Linked DNA regions of Oryctolagus cuniculus: region 2 is linked to region 1. A link is a contact called in public Micro-C data. All regions are on one chromosome and are shown on one strand. The core of a region is the stretch at or near the end of the contact, and the rest is flanking DNA. Distances in the headings are between cores, read along the strand shown.

What was found. Hi-C and Micro-C count contacts between places; a contact is called where the count stands out from the background.
Region 2: a Micro-C map of ear pinna shows a contact between it and region 1, with 4 times the contacts expected there. The contact joins the promoter of POLK here to the promoter of HMGCR in region 1. A contact is called at or near these places in 2 of 6 Hi-C or Micro-C datasets (ear pinna and an unstated tissue).

The regions. Positions count from the first base shown.
Region 1 is chr14:412,592-419,527 of mOryCun1.1, forward strand. It overlaps HMGCR (3-hydroxy-3-methylglutaryl-CoA reductase), which reads left to right and starts at 3,766. Exons shown (of 20, transcript XM_070056274.1): 1 at 3,766-3,784.
Region 2 is chr14:572,152-579,800 of mOryCun1.1, forward strand. It overlaps POLK (DNA polymerase kappa), which reads left to right and starts at 4,868. Exons shown (of 16, transcript XM_051838659.2): 1 at 4,868-5,004. CERT1 (ceramide transporter 1) reads right to left here and starts at 5,909. Exons shown (of 19, transcript XR_001792585.3): 1 at 5,437-5,909; 2 at 1,397-1,531.

The DNA of each region.
Region 1 (6,936 bases), core at 2,516-5,015:
TATACAAAATCAAAGTCAAACTTGAAGATATGACATGGCTGTAGGAGAAAAGCACCTCCCACTTTCAGAAATTGCCACTTCTTTTTGCTGAAGAAACGGGTCCAGGTGGCAGGGCAGCTCTGCTGGACTGCGTGAGGGTGGTGTGACCCCATGTGTGATTTCTCCTTGTGCATGGCTCAGAAAGGGGGAAATGTTAACAAGCGGGGCGATTGCTTTGGATCTGTCATGACGAGCTGTTGTTTGTCATCCACACAACACCAAGACTAAAGACAAATGGGAATGATGTCATCTTGAACTCCTTTATTTTGACCACTATTTATTTGAAGTGAAGGTATTGTTCTTGAGGAAAAAAATCATCTGTCTAAAACTAAATGCATTTAAATAGAAATGAAAGGGAAAGCTCCACAGCCCAAACTGTTCTCAGTAGACCCTGTGACGTCCCACTCAGATCACTTGCCATGGTGTCTGCAAAGTGTATTCTTCCCTCACCCTGCGCCTTAAGGGCTGAGCAGAGCATGGGCCCTCCGCCTGCCCCTCTTGGCCTTTCACAGGAGCGATCATCCATATAGCATTTGCCGGAAGCTAGGTGGGACCAACTATCACTTGCAACTTCTTGTTTAAAAATTGTGAAGTTTAGGGGCTGGCACTGTGGCGTAGCAGGTAAAGCCACCGCCTCCAGTGCCGGCATCCCATATGGGCGCCAGTTCGAGTCCCGGCTGCTTCACTTCCGATTCAGCTCTCTGCTGTGGCCAAGGAAAGCAGTACAAGATGGCCCAAGTCCTTGGGCCCCTGCACCAACGTGGGAGACCCTGAGGAAGCTCCTGGCTCCTGGCTCTGGATTGGCCCAGCTCTAGCCATTGCAGCCAACTGGGGAATGAACCAGCAGATGGAAGACCTCTCTGTTTGTCTCTCCTTCTCTATCTGTGTAACTCTGACTTTCAAATAAATAAATATTTTAAAAAATTGTGAAGTTTAAAAGGATGAAAAAAATAGTGTGCCAGAAAGAGAGGACTGCTCAGCACTGGAAGATATAAATTTGACACAGCTGGGAACTACAATAGGAAAGTACGACTCTTCACTGATACTATGAAAAAATATTTTTGCTTTTTAAAAAAGATTTATTTATTTATTTTAAAGATAGAGTTACAGAGAGAAGGAGAAAGAGGGAGACAGAAATAACTTCCATCCACTGGTTCACTCCTCAAATGGCTGCAAGGGCTAGGACTAGGCCAGGGCTAGGCCAGGCCGAAGCCAGCAACCTGGAACTCCAACCAGGTCTCTTTTGTGGGTGGCAGGAGTCCAATTACTTTAGCAGGGAACTGGATGGAAAGTGGAGCAGCTGATCCTTGAACCTGTGCTCATATGGGATGTTGGCATCACTGGCGGTAGCTTAACCCACTGTGCCACAACACCGGCAACGATGGCTGGAAAACCATCTTGCAGTAAAGCATCAGAAGTTTAAATAATTATATGGTGTGGCCCAAAACAGATAGTGTCGTTTATGCTGATACAAAGGAAAGCAGTGGACAAGTTTGGTGCCTGTGCTTGGGAGCCAGGTTCCAAAGTCCAGGTTTCAGCTCTGCTGCTTCCAAGGTTCATGAACTCAGGCATGCTACTTAACGCCCGTCTCTGTAGCTTGAGCATTTGTCAAGCACACTTTACAGGACAGCTTTCCTCTCAGAAATGCCAATCAAAGAAGGTAATGTATAGAGCACTAGAAATGTGGCTGAGTTGTGGGAAGTGCTATGTGAACATTTATTGTTGTTATGGTGACTCCCCATTTTCACGCATGACTCATGACGACAAAAACCAATAAAAGTGAAGGTCAGAGGCCTCACTTTTTTTTTTTTTTGCATTAGTAAATGTGCAGTGTGATGTGATTATTATAAGGTGACAACTACTCCAAAGGGGCACAGATGATTAGTTTGTACAACTAGCATTCTTTTGACATACATTTTGGGAACGATACAGAAGTTGTCTGAAGAAGATAAAGCTAGGGGTTGACGGTGTGGTGTAGCAGCTAAAGCTGCTGCCTGTGACGCCAGCATCCCAGATGGATGCCAGTTCATGTCCTGGCTGCTCCACTTCCAACCCAGCTCCCTGCTACAGGCCTGGGAACAATGGAAGATGATCCAAGTACCGGGCCCTTCCACCCATGTGGGAGACCAGAAGAAGCTCTTGGCTCCTGCCTTCGATCCGTCACAGCCCTGGCAGTTGCAGCCATCTAGAGAGTGAAACAGCAGATAAAGATCTCTCTCTCTCTCTCTCTCTCTCTCTCTGTAAATCTTTCAAAATTAACTAAAATCATTAAAAAAAAAAAAGAAAAGAAAGTGAAACTGGACCACGAGAGTTTCTTTGCTGCTGGCTTTTGCAGCTGTGCACCTGCCGGCATTCTCAATGGAGCAGAGTTTGGGAATGAAAGTTTTCAAACCTTGGTCTAAAGCTTTTTGTTCTAGGAACCTTATAATGCTTATGTGAATTAATATCTATAAGCTTTTGTACAATCTGCAACTTCTGTTCTGAGATGTTTAACTCTTCAGACTTCAAGGGCCATTCTTGATGACAATTTCTATGCCTTTGAATTTATATACTCGTTCTTCTTTTCCTTTTGACAAGCTCATAGTATTGCTAGCTTCGCCTGTTTTCTTTACTAGGCAAGGTTCATATAGGCAGGTATCGTGTCTGTGTACTGGTTGGTATATCTCCAGTGCCATCCACAGCACCCTGCACATAATGAGCATTTCAAAGAATTGGGTGAGGTGACGGCGATAAAGGCTGCAGCATGCAGCAATGGAGTGCTGTAAAATGGGCAGATTCTGGGGCAAAATCCAGCTTTTCTCATTTTTATGTGTTCCACAGCAAGTTGCCTTACATGCTTTCGTTTGTCTTTGTAAAATGATACTACCGGGTCGGCGCCGCGGCTCACTAGGCTAATCCTCCACCTTGCGGTGCCAGCACACCGGGTTCTAGTCCCGGTTGGGGCGCCGGATTCTGTCCTGGTTGCCCCTCTTCCAGGACAGCTCTCTGCTGTGGCCAGGGAGTGCAGTGGAGGATGGCCCAGGTGCTTGGGCCCTACACCCCATGGGAGACCAGGAAAAGCACCTGGCTCCTGCCATCAGATCAGCGCGGTGCGCCGGCCACAGCGGCCATTGAGGGGTGAACCAACGGCAAAAGGAAGACCTTTCTCTCTGTCTCTCTCTCTCTCACTGTCCACTCTGCCTGTCAAAAAAAAAAAAAAAAAAAGATACTACCTATTTCATAAGGATTATGAGCTTATAGCAAGAGGATAACTTGAATGTGCAGTACTTTCTATGTACAGTGTTTCAACACACAGGGCTTTAAAATCCAGTGAAGTACAAGTCCTCTTTAAAAGTTTCCACATAAGAAAATAAGACAAGCAGAGGTATCAGGGAGCTACAACCTATGCCTGAGGGACTCATAAAAGGCAAAAAGGTCCTTAAGGCATCCTTAGGATTTCAACATGTAAAGCGAGTAGACAAATCCAGGTTAAACAAACAGGACATAGAGAGAGGTAAAATGGGACTCAGACTGACTGGATAAGGGCTGGTTACGTTGGGCTGAACGTGGGGTGTGTGAACCAGGGAAGTGAGAGATGTGCTGGCAATGCAGGGTGGGGCCCTGCTGCTAGAGTCACCTTCTCTGACCCAGCAGCCAGCCAGACACTCCCAGCAACGTGGGGCAGGCCTGTGGCACCACAGGAGGATCACCGTGCCAGGGCGTGGGTCTGCTCTAGGAGCCGGAGCACCCGGAGTGCTAAGACCAGGTGGGAGAGCTGTGCCTCCTCCAGGTGAGGGAGGGGAAGGTGGGAGAGCTGTCAGCTCCTCCAGGTGGGGAGGGGTGGGGGGGCAGGTGGGAGAGCTGTCACCTCCTCCAGGTGAGGGAGGGGTGGGGGGGCAGGTGGGAGAGCTGTCACCTCCTCCAGGTGAGGGAGGGGTGGGGGGCAGGTGGGAGAGCTGTCACCTCCTCCAGGTGAGGGAGGGGTGGGGGGCAGGTGGGAGAGCTGTGCCTCCTCCAGGTGGGGGGGGGGCAGGTGGGAGAGCTGTCGCCTCCTCCAGGTGGGGGGGGCAGGTGGGAGAGCTGTGCCTCCTCCAGGTGGGGGGGGCAGGTGGGAGAGCTGTGCCTCCTCCAGGTGGGGGGGGCAGGTGGGAGAGCTGTGCCTCCTCCAGGTGAGGGGGGGCAGGTGGGAGAGCTGTCGCCTCCTCCAGGTGGGGGGGGCAGGTGGGAGAGCTGTGCCTCCTCCAGGTGAGGGGGGCAGGTGGGAGAGCTGTCGCCTCCTCCAGGTGGGGGGGGCAGGTGGGAGAGCTGTCGCCTCCTCCAGGTGGGGGGGGGCAGGTGGGAGAGCTGTCGCCTCCTCCAGGTGGGGGGGCAGGTGGGAGAGCTGTCGCCTCCTCCAGGTTGGGGGGGCAGGTGGGAGAGCTGTCGCCTCCTCCAGGTGGGGGGGGCAGGTGGGAGAGCTGTCGCCTCCTCCAGGTGGGGGGGGGCAGGTGGGAGAGCTGTGCCTCCTCCAGGTGAGGGGGGGCAGGTGGGAGAGCTGTCGCCTCCTCCAGGTGGGGGGGGGCAGGTGGGAGAGCTGTCGCCTCCTCCGGGGGTGGGGTGGGGAGCGAGGGGCAGAGCTGTCGCCCAGGTGAGGGACGGGTGGGAGAGTCGGCGTCCTCGGCAGGTACCGGAGGGTAAAGGCCCACACAGGCAGGGCCGGCCCCGCGCAGCATAACCGGAGCCCTCCGCTAACGCTAACGGGGGTCTCGCAGGCGTGAGGGCGGTTTGCATCTCGCAGCCCCTCCTCCGGTCGCCTCCCCTCCCGCCGACCGTCAGCAGCGCTCGCTTAGGCCTGCCCCCTTCCTCCTCCTCCACCGTCGGCCCCGGCAGCCGCTCGGGCCACCCCACCCGGGACCCCCTATCGCCTCGGCCGGGCGGCTCCACGCGGACGTCCTCGCGGCTCTCGACCAATAGGCAGGCCCCGCTTCCGGGCCTCGAGCCGCGATTGGCTGGCAGCGCCGTGGTGCGAGGTGGTGCGGTGAGGCTGCCGGCCGAGGGGGAGCTGGAGGCGGTTGTTAGGGCGACCGTTCGTGACGTAGGCCGTTCGGCGGGCGGCCCCAAGCTGATTGGTCGTTCGATCGGACGATCCTTTTTTATTGGCCGCCGGCTCGTGCGCCAGCGAGCGTGCGTAAGCCGAGGCTCCTTCCGCCCCGCGTCTCCGTTGACTGAGACGAGCGGAGCTGGGCGTCCGGCGCCGGCGGCCTCTGGTGAGATCCTGAGGTGAGGTCGCGGTGGGGAGCCGGGGTGCGGAGGGGCGGCGGGGCGGCGGGCCGCGGCGGGGCGGCGGCGGGGCGGCCTTGGGCGGCGCCGGCCTCGGGGAGGGGCGGCTGCTGCTGACCGGCCGGGAGCGGTCGTCGTCGCGGGGGTGCGGTCAGCGTGGCCCCGAGGCTCCGGGGCGAGGAAGGCCGGGCGTCCGCGGAGGCAGTGACGCGCGCGAAGGCCGCAGGGGCTGCTCCGGGACCCCCGGGCCGGGCCGGGCCCCCGCCGCTGCCCGCGATCTCTGAAGGGGCGAAACCTGCTCGGCGCCGGGGTCCTCCGGTCCGGCCGCGTGGGGTTGCGGGCTCGGGGTCAGCCCCGGACCCTGACGGCGCGGAGGTGGAAGCCTTGCGCGCATCCCGCAGCACCGGCCGCGGCTCAGTGGGCCGTTGCGAAATTGCCGGTGTTTGAAACTCGACCTTTTTTTTTTTTTTTTTAAACTTAGGGAAGTGGTAGTTTTAGGCGGTTTCATTGAACAGTTGTGTTTGTCAGAGGACTTGTAGTTCTAGTTTCCTGAGTGGAAGAAGAGAGCAGAGCCTGGCTTACAATCGGGGAGCGTGGGGTAGAACTGGGTACAGAATCCCTGTTCTCTGATCTCCAGCGTAAGATTTTTTTTTCCCTAGTATACTAAATCGAGCAGCAGCAAGCCAGATGCTGTTGGGGTTAAGAATGACTGCAGTCTAAGACGCGGTTCTTGCCTTTAGAGGCAAAATGTAGTCATTAATTAATGTGAGAAGGATGTCAGGTGCTGTATAATCAAATGCAGGATTATTATTGACCCAGGAACAGTGCTGAATGGGAGGAAGAATCCAGGTGCCCCGGCATCTCTCTCTGCATTCGGCCATAGTTGGTATTTCTTGTAGCAGATTGGATTAGAGTTGGACTATTCCAGTGAATTTAAATGCCCGTTCTTCTAAGAAGTTTGTGAAACGTTTGCAGCGTACTTCAGTCTGGCCAAGCGAGGCATATTGTCTGTTGACCCTGTTTCCTTTAAGTAAAAGTTTGATTGCAGCATGAATAAACACTGTATTTAATATACGTGCGCCTTCCTTAGCCTGCCAGTGCCCTTTGCAGCTGCTGCTGAAGGTGGAAGGTGAGATTCTGTAGCATGTCAGTGCTTTGCATAATCACAGAGAAATGAGATGGGAGTTTACAAGAAACGAGTTTATAATTATGGTTACTTTTGACACACCTTTGTTAAGATGACTTCGTATTTCCAAATAGGTGTGTGGTTGTCCGTGTTTTGGGTGGCTCATAGAGCTGTGTGTAAATTTTTCCCTGAATGTTGCGAAGGTTACTTTAAGAAAAAATATTGCAGAACTGACGATGCCACAATAACATTTTTTTTTCTTTAAAGATGTATTTATTTATTTGAAAGGCAGGGTACAAACACAGAAAGAGAGAGAGAGAGGGAGGGAGGGAGAGAGCGAGAGAGAGAGAGAAAGAGAGCTAGAGACAGAGAGAGCTTTCATCCACTGGTTCACTCCCCAAATAACACTGGAGTACCTGGGTTAGAGTCCTGGCTCTGGCTCCCAATTCCAGTTTTCCTGCCAGTGTGCACCCTGGGAAGTACCAGATGGCAATGGCACAGCTGGGCTGATCGGAAGCCAGGAGATTCTTCCG
Region 2 (7,649 bases), core at 3,618-6,117, 160 kb after region 1:
TATCATCTGTTTCACTGTTATCTAAGACTACCACTCAAATTCTACTGCCTCATTCCTCTTTTTACTCTTTCTGCCATTACTCAGCCCAGTGAATAGGTCACTTGGAAATCTCCCCTTCCAAAGTACCCACATTGTTTCTACCCATTTCTCTCTGTACCACAACCAAAGTTCTAGGATGAACTAGCAGTGTTTTTTCCCAAGGCAGGCACAATTAAAAATCTTTTCCCCCAAGTAACACTAATATTACGATCTGTAATAGAAGATAGGTTAAATTTAAATCTACAGAAACTACTAGAGTACTCTAGGAAACAATACAATTTCATTTCTACCACATTATCATATCAATCAAGAACATGCTATTTTCAAAAAGTCAAGCACTGCAATTAACACACATCTGACAACACGGGCAGAAGGGTCAAGGCAAGGCCCTTCAGGGTCTTCAGGCATATTTCCAGCAATTCTTTTGCCCCCACACGAAAGAAAGAAAAATGAAACATCCAAAAGATTAAACAAGATACAAACTTAAAACACAGTACAATGTACCACATACCAGTCAAGATAAATACCGTGGCTTTATGTTCAAACAGTTCTTTAAAACTGCCTCTAAGAACACAGAGTAGCAAGTTTTATTATTCTGCCTTTCAAACAATCCCTCTATGTTCTTCCAACATGACAATGAATTAAGCTTTGTTTTCAAACTCTGAATATACAAGGAGGGTAGAATGTGTGAAAAATGATGGAAAAATACTGTTAAGGTTTTCCTTAAGTCAGATTTAGATAGCAACAGAAATCCAAAGCTTTTACTTCTATAAGCAGTATAAATTCTATCACAAGATAATTTTGATTTATCTTTGAATGGGTTAGTAAAAGCAGCACTTTTGTTTTAGCAAAGTCATTATCAAATTTTAACTAAAACATTAGCTAGCTGTCCTGTCATTGCCAGCACCTTTTTTTTTACCCTTTATTAAATAAGAGTACTTCAAAGGCTGTGGAAAAATGAAATTAAAAGACTGATGCAATGCATTTTTAAAATCCATGCATAACTTTTATAATACATGAACTTTTTCAGGACTTTTTTTTATATGTTTTATTTCTTTAATTTTCCTGCTTTAACTTTCTCAATAACCTACCAACTAACTGTCCCAATCTCAGCAAAAAAACAAACAAACAAACAAAAAAACACCACATTTTGTTCTAAAGGTCTGGTATATCTGACTTGACATACCAATAATATTATTGATGACATTATGTGACTACACAAAATGATACTCTACAGTAATCAGCATTCTACAATAACTTGATGGACAAAGTATCAGAGTGTGGTCCACAAATGCACCTCTAATACCTAGAACAGCCCTGGGATGGAGCTGATGCTCAGGAACGCCCATCGACTCACCGAAATGACAGCCTTGCTGAGACAGATGGATCCCCTGCATCCATACTCTGTCTCATCTTCAGATTTGTAGTAACTCAGAGTGTTGTTTTTCAAGACCACCCAACGATCCTGCCACCCATGGATGTAGTTTGTCCACTGAGAGGGGAAGAAAGAGGGAGGTAAGAGGAAGACAATGTCAGTATTCTATAAAATCAAACTTCTTGAAATAGCAATCTAGCTTCAAAAGTAAAATGTGAAAATCATAATCATAATCACAAATAGAAGATTATAAAAAGTGAAAAGTTGAGATTTTTCAAGATTATATAATGTACAATATTATAAATAGATTAAAAAAAAACCCACAACATTTTCGTCTAATATTTGAGAAATAAAAGTGAAGCAGGATTTTGCTTTTTAAAAAAAATTCTGCATGGTTGTTTGCCAGCCTTCATCCTCCCCTCCTCATCTCATTCATGAAACTTAAATCTATTTCGGTCCCTCTCATAATTAACATACTCAAGATAAAAGTTCAGTTACACAGTCATTCATTGTCTACACCAAATACTACATGAAATCTTCTAAATCAACACAAGCATGAAGCCAAATCATTGCCAAAACTCTACTTATGTTCTAAGTTATTCCATATGAAAATGTATGATGGTCTTAACTACAGCAAAGTAAAACTACTAGATGATTAATATGTAATAAGTCCACATCAACTTTAGTTTTTCCTCTAGTGTACTCAACATACATTTTAAATGGCTATTTTCTGTGTTTATCTAAAGTTGCATCTTTCAAGCCTAAGCGTAATAATGAAAATATAGAATTGGTTCTTAAAAACAAACTTGGATTATCGTTCTCTAATACTATTTATAAAAATGGCTTCTGTGTCTTGCTGCACAGAGAGGACCACCATAAACTGGCAAAGGCAGCTATGTAACCTCTATGGACTATTTAATTCTGTGTGATTTTAATTACATCTGGGGTTTTATGTATAGACAATTTCAAAAATGAATGGAATGGATTGCTGAAATATACTGCACTGGCTCAGGCTCTTCATCTATGAGGAAACCTTTACTTTTCTACAACCCACTCCAGCATATTTGACATCAGTTCAGCTCTGACTTCTAAGCCTCACCATCAAACCCATTCTAAGAGCTCACTCATGCCAATGACTCAAGTCCTTCTTTTCTAGGGTCCCCTAATGACCACGTTCTTATTTCTACCTCACTGTGACTCCGCCACCTAGACGCTGACTTCAAACAAACAGTTCCCTTCCGTCAGTGTGTTTGCTCCCTAGGTTCCCGTTCCTTGGCTAGATCCTCACTTCTGCAGTCACGCAAACACAAGTCTGGCTCACAGCATCTTCCACGAACAGAGCAGTGGATACAGCATTGCACAGACTCAGCCACTTACATCTTCTGTGAGCAGAGGTTTGGCAAATTAACTTTCGTGAGCTTCCGTTTTTGAGTCTGTTGTCTGAACAACTGAATAAAATAATGAAAGTGCCCAGCACAGTCATGGAAGATAATGTTCCACTACTGCTTTTCTATCTCTATATCCCAACACCAAATTCTGATCTTCTTTCCTTCATATTCAACTCTCATATTTGCCTTCTCCTTTGAACTTTCAACTATTCCAATCAATGAACATGTTCCTAGACTGCCTGACCTCTAAGTACCTTTTCCGTATTCATAAGTTACATCATTTTATTTAATGACCAATCATATTTGCTTACTTCTCTTACATCTTAACCTTGATTCTCCAGCTCCAAAACATAAGTACCAAGTTCCCATTTCCTTCACACCAACCGTTCAGACTGGTGTTCAAGACCTTCCATGGATGAATTTCACTTTCCCATCAGCACCCTTCCAAAAGGCAAGTCACCGTGTGACATGGTCATGTTCCTTCCCCTGATGCGTGCTTATCTGAACAGGCTTAGAACAGTGCCCAGCACACAGTACAGTCTCAGTGCCTGGCAGCATTATGCCCAAGTCACCCTCACCTTCAGCTCTCACTACAACAGACTCTCTTCAAAGTGACAGGAGAGACTTCTGCAACTGTGTAGCCATCATTTCATATAATTTTCTTCTAGAGGACTCCACAAATCACATCAGCCTCAGGACTGCATCCAGCAAACATTGCTGTTACTACCACATCTGGAAGACAGGTTTTCGCCTTTTCTCTACCCTCATGCTTCCCCATTTAACCAACACAAAGCAGTGTGTTGCAAACTGCAGGAGAATCAGAGATTCCTATCACCAATAGCCCAGCAAGCACAAATTCAAGAGGAAAAACAAACAGTATTTTGACAAAGAATCAGAACCAAGTTACATATAAAATACTGTGAAAATTCAAAGAAAGGAAATCTGAAAGACTGACAAAGTGAGCAAAGGCTCCACGTAGTATCTGAGATGACAGAATCACTGTGGAGAAACTGAGGCCCAGGAGACCACCAGGCGCGGAACGTGCAGAAGCAGCTGAGATCTCGTTTATCTGAGCTTCAGCGGCCCAGGGCCTACTGAAGTGTGACTCTTTTCCCAATCATCATTCATCCTGTTACCTGTGATTACCATTCGGAATTATCACCTATCCAAGATTTCTGGAACTCTTAAATGAATCTGTAAGAAATACGCTGTATAGATATTTTCATGTATTCACGTCATCATATAGAAAAAAAAAACTCTTTGCACTAGTATATTTCTGATATCAATTTGCACACCCCATTCCAAATCCACTCCATTTGGGGGGATGAGGAATATAATGTATTGGGACTTTACATTATTCAACACAAGGAAAAGGGCAGATGCTGAGTTAACTCTTGTTTAAAATATCAGATAAATACAAAGGAATTAAACACATAATACATACGTAAAAACATGCACCTGATCAGTATACATAATCACTATAAAATGTCCTTGATTAAAAGCTTCCAGAAACACTACACGGAGCCATACTTAAATCTCAGCAAACTTCCCTTCACACAGCTCTTAACAAAAACACTAAAAGCTACATTCTGCGAGTCCACATACGCAGCAACAACCAGACCGGCAGTTACCTGCCGTCCACAGGAGCGGTCTGCGCATTTCCACGCCGAGGTCACGGCCCCCCATTTTCATATGTCCACTGTATTACTCCGCAGGAGTGCTGGTGACTTTTTCCACCAGCCACGGCACTCCACCTCTCTCCAAACAGGTCAAAAGGACAGTTTGTTTCACAGAATACTTAACCCTGCCACAGTACTGATATGGTAGTCTGCTGCTTATCTAAAGAGAAGTGATGCAACTACTGGAGACACTGAGAAGCGAAGAACTCACTTCGCAGACAGTCCCATCAGAAGTCTGCACCTTGCACACTGGGATTCACTCCAGACTCCCACACGACAAGACCATCTGACCACAGAGACCCCAGGGAGCGTCCCCGTACTGAACTCCGTCACCTGTCCACTGTGCTGTCACCACTCGCACACCAGCCTGCACACTGCTGCCAGCCTAGGCCCTTCCCCTCCAGCCTGCTAAAGGCGGTCACAAGGCCTAACGGGAAACACTTCCACCGACGACGTCCCAACGTCTCGCAGAGCCACGCGGGGCGATTCTGCACGTGACCCAGCATCAATCCACGACCAGCTGGTGAGGGGCCGGCTCTCCTCCGCTCAAGTCCACTGCCCAGCCGCTGCCACAGGTTCAACAGTCGCAGCGAGGGAAGTCGCAGCAGGCCGCGGGGCTGCGCGCACGGCGAACACGCGGAACGCGGAACCGCACACGCCGCGCGCGTCCCGAACGCCTTCCCCACCCACAACCCACGGCGAGCGGCTCCGACGGGGTCCCAGCCGCCGCGAACGTCCCGGCACCGTCACGTGCCCGTCCACGGGCTCTGCGCCGGGCGAGCACCCAAGTCCTCAGTCCTGGCTCACCGCGCGCCGGCCCGGAGGCGGGGTCCGACCCAGCCCAGGCCCGGCCCCGAGGCCGCGCGGGCAGCGCCGCCGGCCCACGGCGCGGAGGCGCCTCGCCCCCGGGCCGCAGGTGAGCCCGGGCGGGGCGCGGCCGCGCGCGCGCGCTCACCTTGCTCAGGACCCCGCAGCGCTCCACCGGCGGCCCGGACTCGGTCTCCGGGTCCTCCTCCGAGCCCGACGAGTTCCAGCTCTGGTTGTCCGACATGGAGGCGCGACGGCCGAGCGGGAGAGCGGCCCCGGCGGCCCGGCCTGCGCCGCAGCAGGCGCCCGGCGCCCGCGGACAGGGCTCTGGGGACGGCGAGGCGGCGGGCACACGCCCCGGCGCGGGGGGCGGCAGCAGCGGGGAAGCCCGCCCGCCGCGTCGCGGCCGCCGCGCCTGGCTCCGGGCGGAGCGGGGAAGGCGAACGAGCGGCGAGGGAAGCCCGCTCTTCCGCTTCTCGGCCGCCGCCGTGACCCTGCGCTGCGCCCGGCGCCGCCGCCCGGACCCGGCCGCTCGCTGCCACCTCGGACAGGGCGCGGGAGCGGCAGGGAGGACGAGCCCAGCCGCGGAGCGCGGGTCCCTCACGCCGCCGCCGCCGCCATCTTCCTGCCCAGCACTATTTACCCTCCCGCCCCTCCCCTGCCCCTCCCCGCCGGCTCCTCGGCTCCCGGCTCCCGCCCGCTCCCTCCCCGGCGTCTGACGCGCGGCGCCCAGGGCCCGGGTCCCCGCCGGCGACGCCGGGCCGGAAGTGCAGCGCGGGGGCGGGGCGGCGGCGCGCGGCGTTCTGGGCGGGGCGCGCGCGGCCTGCTGGGAGCTGTAGTCGGGGCGCGACGGCGGGTGAGTCGGCGGCGCGGGGACGCGGGGTCGGCGGGTGGGCGAGGCTGCGGTGAGGTGGCCGCGGCGGCGGGGACCCTCCGTGAGGACGCGGAGGGGCCGGCTGGTCGAGCGGGCGGGCTCCGGCGGCCGGGGCCGCGCCGGCCGTGGCGGGAGACTGGGTTTTGCTTTGAGGCGGTCGGGGAACGGGCGACGCCGCAGGGCTGTGCGTTGAGCCGCCTGTCCCCGGCGCCTGTTCGCCGTTTCCTGAGGGTCGCCGCTAGTCAGCGTCGTTATTAAGATGCGGAGCGCTCGCTGACTGCCGGGCTGGGCAGAGCCTCGGGGTCTGAGGGAGGAAGCGCGCGGCCCGGAACGACTGGTAGTGGCGAGAGGCGCGTGGGGACGCGCGGGACGGGCCGTGGGTCTTGCCCGGGCAGAGGCTGACAGCTGCGATGCTGTGGTGAAGTCGCGGTGGCGCGCGGAGGGCCTGCGAGAGGGGGCGTTTGGATCCCTCGGTCCTCGCGCTAACGCACGGGCCCGAGGCTGTCGTTCAAGAGCGAGAAAGGAGGACATTGACTTGGCGGTTGACGCCTCTTGGGTGGGTGGCGGAAAGTGCGCCTTCACCACGTTACGTTTCGCTCTGCCGTAGCCTGGAGATGGCCTGGTATGGCTAGACTTGCTATTTCTGGTTTTCTCAAGCGCTAGGTTTTTAAAATATCACTAAGTAAACGAATCATTGAGAGATTCACTTCATAATGCAGTTTAGACTCACAGGAGCGTACGTTTTAAATTGAACTTTCTGTGGTGTTTTATACCTTTTAAGGTTGTGTGTGGTTAGAACCACCAGCAGTTAGATCACTACGTTACCCACTTGGTAGGAAATTGCTTCATCGTATTTAGTATCAGTGTGAAAAAGTGCCTTTTTACAAAAAGGTTCTTAGTACATTTTTCCTTTGTAGTTAAACACTAAAGTGTTTTTAGGTACAGAAAGATTTTTGTGTAATGATTACAATCCCACATTAGAGGTTGGGGTTTACTTAATTACTGTCAATGGAAAGAAATTGTAGTACTGGGATATGTGAGCTTTCTTTGTTCATTTGGAGTGATAGCTGTTGAGTTTTCTTTCTCGCTTAGGGACTTCCCTGCCCAACCTCTGATAAATGCCACATATCTTCTCATTTTATTTAGTGTTTACTATTACAAGTTTTTGAGGAACTTCATTTTATTTTTAGAACATTGTGAAGAAATGGCATGTTTACGGTATTAACTATTTATGTTGTCTAGGTACTTTCAATATGTGAACTCATTCCTTAAAGATCATACACAGAGGGTAGGCATTTGGCCTAGCTGTTGGGACTTCCAAATCTCATGTCGGAGGACCTGGGTTTGTGTCCAGGTTCCGCTTCTGATTCCAGCTTCCTGATTATGTGCACCCTGGTGGGGGAGGGGGTCGTGGAATGTGATGACTTAAGTAGTCATGGGTCTCTGCTGTCCACATGGGAGCCTCCCCGGAACCTGGACTTCGCTCC